2 separate regions of the Mus musculus genome follow, and region 2 is linked to region 1. A link is a contact called in public Micro-C data. All regions are on one chromosome and are shown on one strand. Each heading gives the region's core, a stretch centred on a gene start, on an enhancer-like site or on the middle of the called end of the contact. The rest is flanking DNA. Distances are from core to core; before and after follow the strand shown. Region 1 has its middle 38 kb from the start of Cdc7. Region 2 has its middle 14 kb from the start of Tgfbr3.

Region 1 (3,455 bases), core at 535-3,034:
CAGGGTACAGTTGGGCATACTGGGATACATCCAAAGTCCTTTGACCACATTCCAGAACCAGGTTCCTCAGAGATTCCCACCCCACCTTCAATGACTCTGTGTCGTCAGCCCCACCATCATCAATGGCCAAGGCACAAACACGTCTCCGCTGCCTGCGTATTTTCCCTACGTGTCTGCTCCACACTCCCTTAAAGTCTGACATCATGACCTGTCTCTGTCTCCAAACCCACACAGAGGCAGCGATTTGGAGTGTCCTCCCTCCAGATTCCCACCCTCATACCTTTCAAAAAATCTTTTGCATGAGGTCTATTGCATGGCATGATTTTTGTGGCATTCTTGGCTCAGGGTTGCCTTGAAACCCTTTCAGATAGAGCCCAGATTTCCTCTGCATCTGGTTTTAAGCACCTGCAGAGGAGTAGCTGCTTTTGTTAGTGCCTTTCCATGATGAGCCTTGAGACCCTGAAAGGCAATGACCTCCTAAGCGCTATGGTGTTCTGCCACCAGCCTCTCTTCACACCCCAGTTCCCTCTGTGGAGCACCTGGTGACCTCCAAACAGGCTGATCACCCCCAGCCTCTCAGCCCACCATGTTCATTTCCATCTTTGACTGCTAGGATGCCTTCCCATTTCCCTCTGCTTGTTCATATCCTACTCATATGCCAGCACCTACCTCATTCTTCCTGGAACCCAGAGATCTTTCCATCTTTGCTGCCTACTTTAGTATATGAGCATAGCAGGTTGGTAGTAGGTAGTCAGTAAGGCCTTTCTCTGGTTACTTGGATAGAAGAAACGCACCTAGCAACGCTGATAAGAAATCTATCATCAGCCAACAGGACGATGCCACCTTATATTTGAGGATCTTATAGCATCTGTGGAGGCAGACCTTCAATATTCTGAAATAATTAAAGGGATTAGGTGGGCAGTGGGAGCCAAGATCGGCTGTGCTGAGCAGCGAGCACACCTCCCATTAACCCTCAGTTGTGCCTTTCACTTGACCCCGCTCTGAAGCAGGCAGAAACTCTGTTCCTTGACTACCAACTGACTTGGGTGGTAGTTCCTCCTTGTGGACAGGGACGTACTGGAGGCCCTTGATCCCTTCTGGAAATCGTCTAGGGTACCATGTAATGGCTAGCCAGGTCAGAATCAGTCCAGGAAGTTGCGGAAGCCCACACTGCCTCCACTGCCAGAGAGGTAGGTGTAGGTGTACTTGACAGAGTCTACAGAACACTGGGCTGGAGGGGGTTTCTTCTTATTCCTACCACATCCTGGAAGACCCCGAGGCTCTAGGCAACCGGTCCACAGCCACAGTGCCTCTAATCATCTCACAGCTCATGTTTTTGCTTCTGGGAGAGTGCATGCCTGCCTAGCTCCGTTGCCAGCGTTTCCATCGCACGCCTGGGGGCTGCGAGTTACAAAAGTGGCTTTTCTACAGTCAGTTTCAAGCCAGCCTGGCTCCAGTCCCTCATTCTCCTTTGTCAATGAAGCAAAGATAGGGTTGTTCCCGGTTTTGTGTCTTGCAGCGAGGCAGCCCTCTCCCTGCCCTTTCTCTCTCTCTCAGAACCCCCATTTGTGCCTTGCACTTGACCCTGCTCTGAAGCAGGAAGAAACTCTATTCTAGGCACAGACCTTGGGCGCTTGGCTTCTTATTTCTACCTTTCCTTTTAGCCTGTATGGGGCAGATCTGGGGATGCCAGGAAGGAGGGAGTAAGTTGGAACACTGCAGCAGCTCATAGGTTGAGCAAGAAGACCAAGTCACCCTCCTGGGGAATTCCCCTCACCCGGCAGCTGGGTGTGTTGGGATACTGCCTTAGGCTGGAGGACAGGCTAGATCTGGTTTCTGTGAAGCTGCTAGGGAATAATGCCCTGTGAGTTTTTGTCAAATAGAGGCATTTCTTTCCCATTTTAAAAACCGGATATCTTTTTCAGGAGGCCTCTGTTAGGGCTTATCCCTCCTGGTTTGCCCTTTCCCTCCTGTGTCCCGCCCCCCGCCCGCCCGCCCCCCTTCAACTCCCAGGCAGCTCTACTCTTGCTCTAGCCCCTGCAAAACAGTGTGACTGAGCCTCTTAACCCCCACCCCCACCCTTCAGTTTCTTAGTACCCAGCTGTTGTCTGTGTTTCCTGGGGTTAAGAAGTTGATCATGTGCACCCATCCAACCCAAAGAGTAGTTTGGTGGAAAAGGTGACACTTGATGAAGAGGAATAAGTTCAGTGTAGTTTTTCTAAGCCACCAAGGCACACCAAATTAATGATGTGCCTTCCAGTCTGTGACTAATTATTACTTTAATTAATTGAATTTATTTATTTTAGCCAGGTGATACATTTGTATAAACCTCAGTGGACGCTGAGTCAGAAGGGTTGTTCTGAGTTCTGGGCCAGTGTGTACACATAAGAAAAGCCTGCTTTGAAAATAGAAATATCCGGGCATGGGTATGGGGTGCTATGAAATCCTGTCCCCCCCAGCCTCTAGTCACATTCACTACCTGCTGGGGGAAGGAGTTGGTTTCCTTCAGGATGTGAGCCCTGAGATATGGGTCCTACCCTTGCACACACAGGTAACACCAAATGTACTCTGTGTGTGTGTGTGTGTGTGTGTGTGTGTGTGTGGGGAGAGAGAGAGAGAGAGAGAGAGAGAGAGAGAGAGAGAGAGAGAGAAGAGAGAGAGAACATGAAGTTGGGAGAAAAGTGGTAAGAGATATAGGAAAGGAAATTGGGAGCAGATTTAATACAAAACAAATGTGTGTGTATAACTATTAAATATGTTTTAAAGATAAAATAAATACAAGGTGAAAAAATACAGCCAATAAACAAAAGCACGCGGGTTGGGAATGTATCTCCTTGGTGGAACATGGTACTTAGCATGCTGCAGGGCCTGGACACAATCTCTAGCACCCTAGCATCTTCAAACAGCAAAAGAAAACACTTCAATCAAGTTATTTTGATGTACACCTAACACCTTCATACTCCCTGGTAATCTCCTGAAAGCACGGCCATCAGTTGAACAGCATCAATCTGGAGTTGGAGATGCAGAATCGAGGCCTCACACAAACCGACTGTGCCAGATCTACTACAGCGTAAAAACCATTGCCTGCTTAGTGACGTGAGTTTAAACTGGGGCAGCCTGAGCTGTAGGAGGGATGGGAACTAAGGAGAGGAAATGAAGCTCGAGCAGCCCCACTCTGGGTCCTCTCACCCCTAAATGTAGTTGTGGTGTCGGGACCCTGTGTCTCTGTTGTCACTTTTCATAGTAGGCAGGCATCTGATAACTGACCTGTGTGTTCTTAAATATATTTGGAGAATCATGGGGAACGTTATGGAGTCTCTGTGGGCAGCTACCTGCACCTGCTAGTCACACCGTGTGGCTTTCTTCCCTGCCTTTCAGGGAAAGATAGCCCATTCATACATCTTCATCCACACACCCTCCACCCAGTGCAGAGGCCTTCCCCCAAACCTTCTTAC
Region 2 (3,598 bases), core at 716-3,215, 300 kb after region 1:
CCACCTGAGTCCTCTTGTCTCTAATGATGTAGGGCAGCATTCTCAAGCCTGGGTGGCTGCACCTGGCTGAAATAGCATTAGGACAAACAGGAATGTATTAGCGTTAAATGTCTTGTCTTGTTTCTTTTTAAAAGACAGGGTCTCCTGTAGCACAGATCAGTTTTGATTCATTATGTAGCCAAGGATGACTCCCCACGTGCTGGGATTACAGGCAGGTGGCAACCACACCCATCACACTGAATATTAACCATAAGTCCATAAGTATCACACATTGGCAGAAAGTGAGATGGCTCAGCAGGTAAAGGCACCAGCTGCTGTGCAGCCTGGACAGCAGGAGTTACCTCCCTAGGAAGGCAAGAATCAGCTCCTCTGACATCCTGTGTGCCCCCCCATAATAATGATGACAATAAACAACTGTAAACATAATATACATATTGATTATCATATGATATTGGTATAATAACATGAACGTGATAAAACCCTTGAAAAATTACAGAGTAAAAATGAATCTCATTTAACTTTTTTTGGACTAAAAACACGATGAAACTTCTCTTTTAGGTCTTCCTTTGTAGCCCAGGCTAGTGCATCTTCTGTGCGCCTTTAATTCTTTTCTTTCTTTTGTAGATAGGGTCTCAGTTTGTGTCCTCACTGGTCTTGAACTCACTATGTAGCCCTGACTGAGACTAGCTAAGGGAAGCCCTCCTACCTTCTGACTGGGATTCACAACCCTAGACCACAAGCTCTGCTATATTTAACACCTTTTAACCTTGTAGCCTCCACACTTTCTGACCCTGGAACACCTTTTTAAAATGTATAATTCAGTCAGGCAGTAGTGAGTGGTACACGCCTTTAATCCCAGCAGGCAGATCTCTGGCAGGCAGAGACAGGTGGACCTCTGAGTTCCAAGCCAGCCTGGTTCCAGGACAGCCAGGGGCTGCTACACAGAGAAACCCTATCTTGAAAAATCAAAAACCAAACAAGTATAAATAAACTGTAAAAGTCATACAACTAGTATTCATGGTTTAGGACGTGCTGATAAAAGACTGCATATTTTAAACAATCCATTCATTCTTTTGCTTCACCGAGGAATATTTTCTGTTGGTGGCCATGCCTACAGAAAGACGCCCCAGAAAGCTTCCTCAACGCCACTCTGGATTTGACCCTTCCAAACTGATGAGAACACTCACCTCAACATCACAGATATTAAAAACTGGAACAATTCGGAGAACATTAGCATGACCTCGACAGAAGGATGACAAGCAAACTCGTGAAGGATTCCTTATTTAAAAAAATAAAAATAATAAAATTTAAAAAAAAGTGATTCTCTGATTCCAGCTCCCACCCACAAGCCATCCCTGCCCTCCTGCATTTGGGAAGCCATGTATTAGCGTAGTAATCCGAATCAAATGTCCGGACCCCACTGTGAAGGCGAGCAAACATCTGTCATCCCAATTCTAGGGAGTTTTTGAAACCATTACTGAAAATTCAATTGTGGGAAATGTTGTATGGCCAAGATTTAAATGCCCCGGGCAATGCCATGGAGCAGGTTCCAGAGGGAAAACCCCTGCTTGGGTCCCAATAGGTTCCAGACCTTTGTATTGCTTCTAGGGCAAACTGAGCTGGGAGGCCTTCTGCTATGTCAGCAGTTCTGTCTACTGTGAGGAAGATGACGTTTTCAGGGTTTCCAGAAGTAACTTCCGCCGCCACAGCAGCCACCGCTGCAGCCGTTCCAGAAGCAGCTAAGAAACTGTCACCTCTGCCACCCTGAGTGGCACTTGCTCTGCCATGGGTGTCCCACTTGGTGACACGAAGTGCAGAAGCTCCCCCACCAACTGTATCCGAGCTGCAGTCACTGCCTTTGAGAAATTCCGACACCAGCCCAGCCAGGCAAGGAATGCAATCTTGGTCAACAGTCCTCTGGGGAGTTCCAAGCCCAGCACACCACACCCCTCCTTGTTCCCCTACAGGTGGCGTCAGTCATGCATGTCCCACAGTGTCTTATCTTTAATTGGGTGAAGAGGTGGCCGTCTCTCTAAGGGCAGGGTACAGCTTCCTGTCCCTCTGCTGGGAATGGTAGGGGCGCAGAGTGGGGCTCCTGTCTGGGTTGTCTGCTTCTAGAGACTGTGGGTGGAGAGGCTCAGAAAGGCTTGTCTTTGGTTGCCGTCTTGCTCAGGTCGGGAGATAATAAGTATGTCTCAGTGGGTATGGAATACGCACTCTGGGGTGTCTGGGGAGCTTCAAGGTACTCCCAGTATACATCTGTGTAAGTATGTTCATATACGTATGCACATATGCACCCTGTCATATACAGACTCTGCTTTTCCTCAGGTCACTTTCACACTTAGGTCTCTATCGGTAACTTACCACTCGGAAGCTTTCACCTCTCAGGGGGATCCTGGGGTGCATCCACCACAGAAGCCAGCTCACTTAAAACTTAGCTCAAAGTTCAGTTCACTTGACGACCACGTGCCCAAAGCTCATCCCTATCGGGTGCTTTTATTTTTTTATCATTTAGTTGTTGTAATATTACAAGTATGGAAGTCAGAGGGCAGCTTGCAGAAGTCGGCTCTCTCCTTCCACCACGTGGGTCCCAGCAAGTGTCAGCCTTGTCTGGTCTGTCTCACCTGCCCCTGAGTGGTTTTGTATCCACTTAGGCATTACATCCTTTCTGATTACATTGTCAGTATTTCAGTGCTTTTAATTTTTAAAAAGTTTTAGTAGTCGTCTCGTCGTCGTATCATCATTATCATCATCATCTATATTGATGGGGGCTGCTCATATCATGGCGTGGTGTGTCACAGGAGAATTCTGTGGAGTTAGTTCCCTTCTTGCATTTTCATACAGGTTTCAGGAACGGGGCCCAGACTGCTGAGTAACCTTGCTGGCCCTCTGTGACTTATATCTGTTTACACAAGAGTGCTTCTGAGTTATTGTCAGCCACATGTTTGTCTTTCCCTATGTTACCCGTTTTTAAAATAGTTTTTTTTTTAAAAAAAAAAACAAAGCTTAAAGTTTCTAGCAATAAATACAGTTGGTAGAAAAAATACATTGGGTTTTTATGTAATTTTTAAAACTGCAATTAAAAAAAAAAACAACACACAGAACAGAATTTATTAGCACTGAACTGTCTTGAAGCCAGGCATGGTAGTATAAACTATAAAGCCAGCACTCTGGAGATAGAGGTAGGTGCACCAGGAGTCCAAGGCTAACCTTAGCTACATAGTGAGTTTGAGGCTAGCCTGGAATATATGAGACCTTGTCTTAAAAAAAAAGATAAGTTTTAAAACTAATTTAAAATATAGTGTTCAGTAGTATACATTGTGTTCACATTATTGTACAGTAGGTATCTGGAATAACTGTCTTTCATAACTAAAACTAAGCCATTGAACAACTCTCCATTTTCTCCTTCCCTTTTGGTTATCCCGTTCCATTTCTGTGTGTGTGTGTGTGTGTGTGTGTGTGTGTGTGTGTGTGTGTGTGTGTTTTCATGCATTCGTGGGTTTGTGAGGGGTGCATTCATGTGGGTATATGTGTGAATATGCATGTGTATGTGTGTGTGCGTGCTTGTGTGGATTTGGGGGGGAGTGTGTGCATGTAT

The links. A called contact is a pair of places that touch in the nucleus more often than the background predicts.
Region 2: a Micro-C map of the HL-1 cell line shows a contact between it and region 1, with 2.2 times the contacts expected there. The contact joins two enhancer-like sites. A contact is called at or near these places in 10 of 39 promoter capture datasets (the C10 cell line, the HPC-7 cell line, cranial neural crest and 7 more), 3 of 15 datasets of contacts at CTCF or cohesin (the NIH/3T3 cell line, large pre-B cells and pro-B cells), 176 of 484 Hi-C or Micro-C datasets (the AML12 cell line, the AtT-20 cell line, B cells and 96 more), 31 of 115 datasets of contacts at active chromatin or transcription factors (CD4 T cells, CD8 T cells, the HPC-7 cell line and 23 more) and 4 of 9 other capture datasets (adipose tissue, embryonic tail, liver and 1 more).

What each region holds. Positions count from the first base shown.
Region 1 is chr5:107,000,202-107,003,656 of GRCm38.p6, forward strand. No RefSeq gene overlaps it. Among named protein-coding and RNA genes, the nearest start is that of Cdc7, 38 kb to the left of the region's middle. Within about 2 kb of position 1,785, at least 65 of the 459 cell types and tissues checked have an H3K27ac peak or open chromatin away from gene starts, as enhancers often do. A contact at or near this core is called in the HL-1 cell line, where this site is marked.
Region 2 is chr5:107,301,761-107,305,358 of GRCm38.p6, forward strand. It overlaps the pseudogene Gm22557. Among named protein-coding and RNA genes, the nearest start is that of Tgfbr3, 14 kb to the left of the region's middle. Within about 2 kb of position 1,966, at least 32 of the 459 cell types and tissues checked have an H3K27ac peak or open chromatin away from gene starts, as enhancers often do. A contact at or near this core is called in the HL-1 cell line, where this site is marked.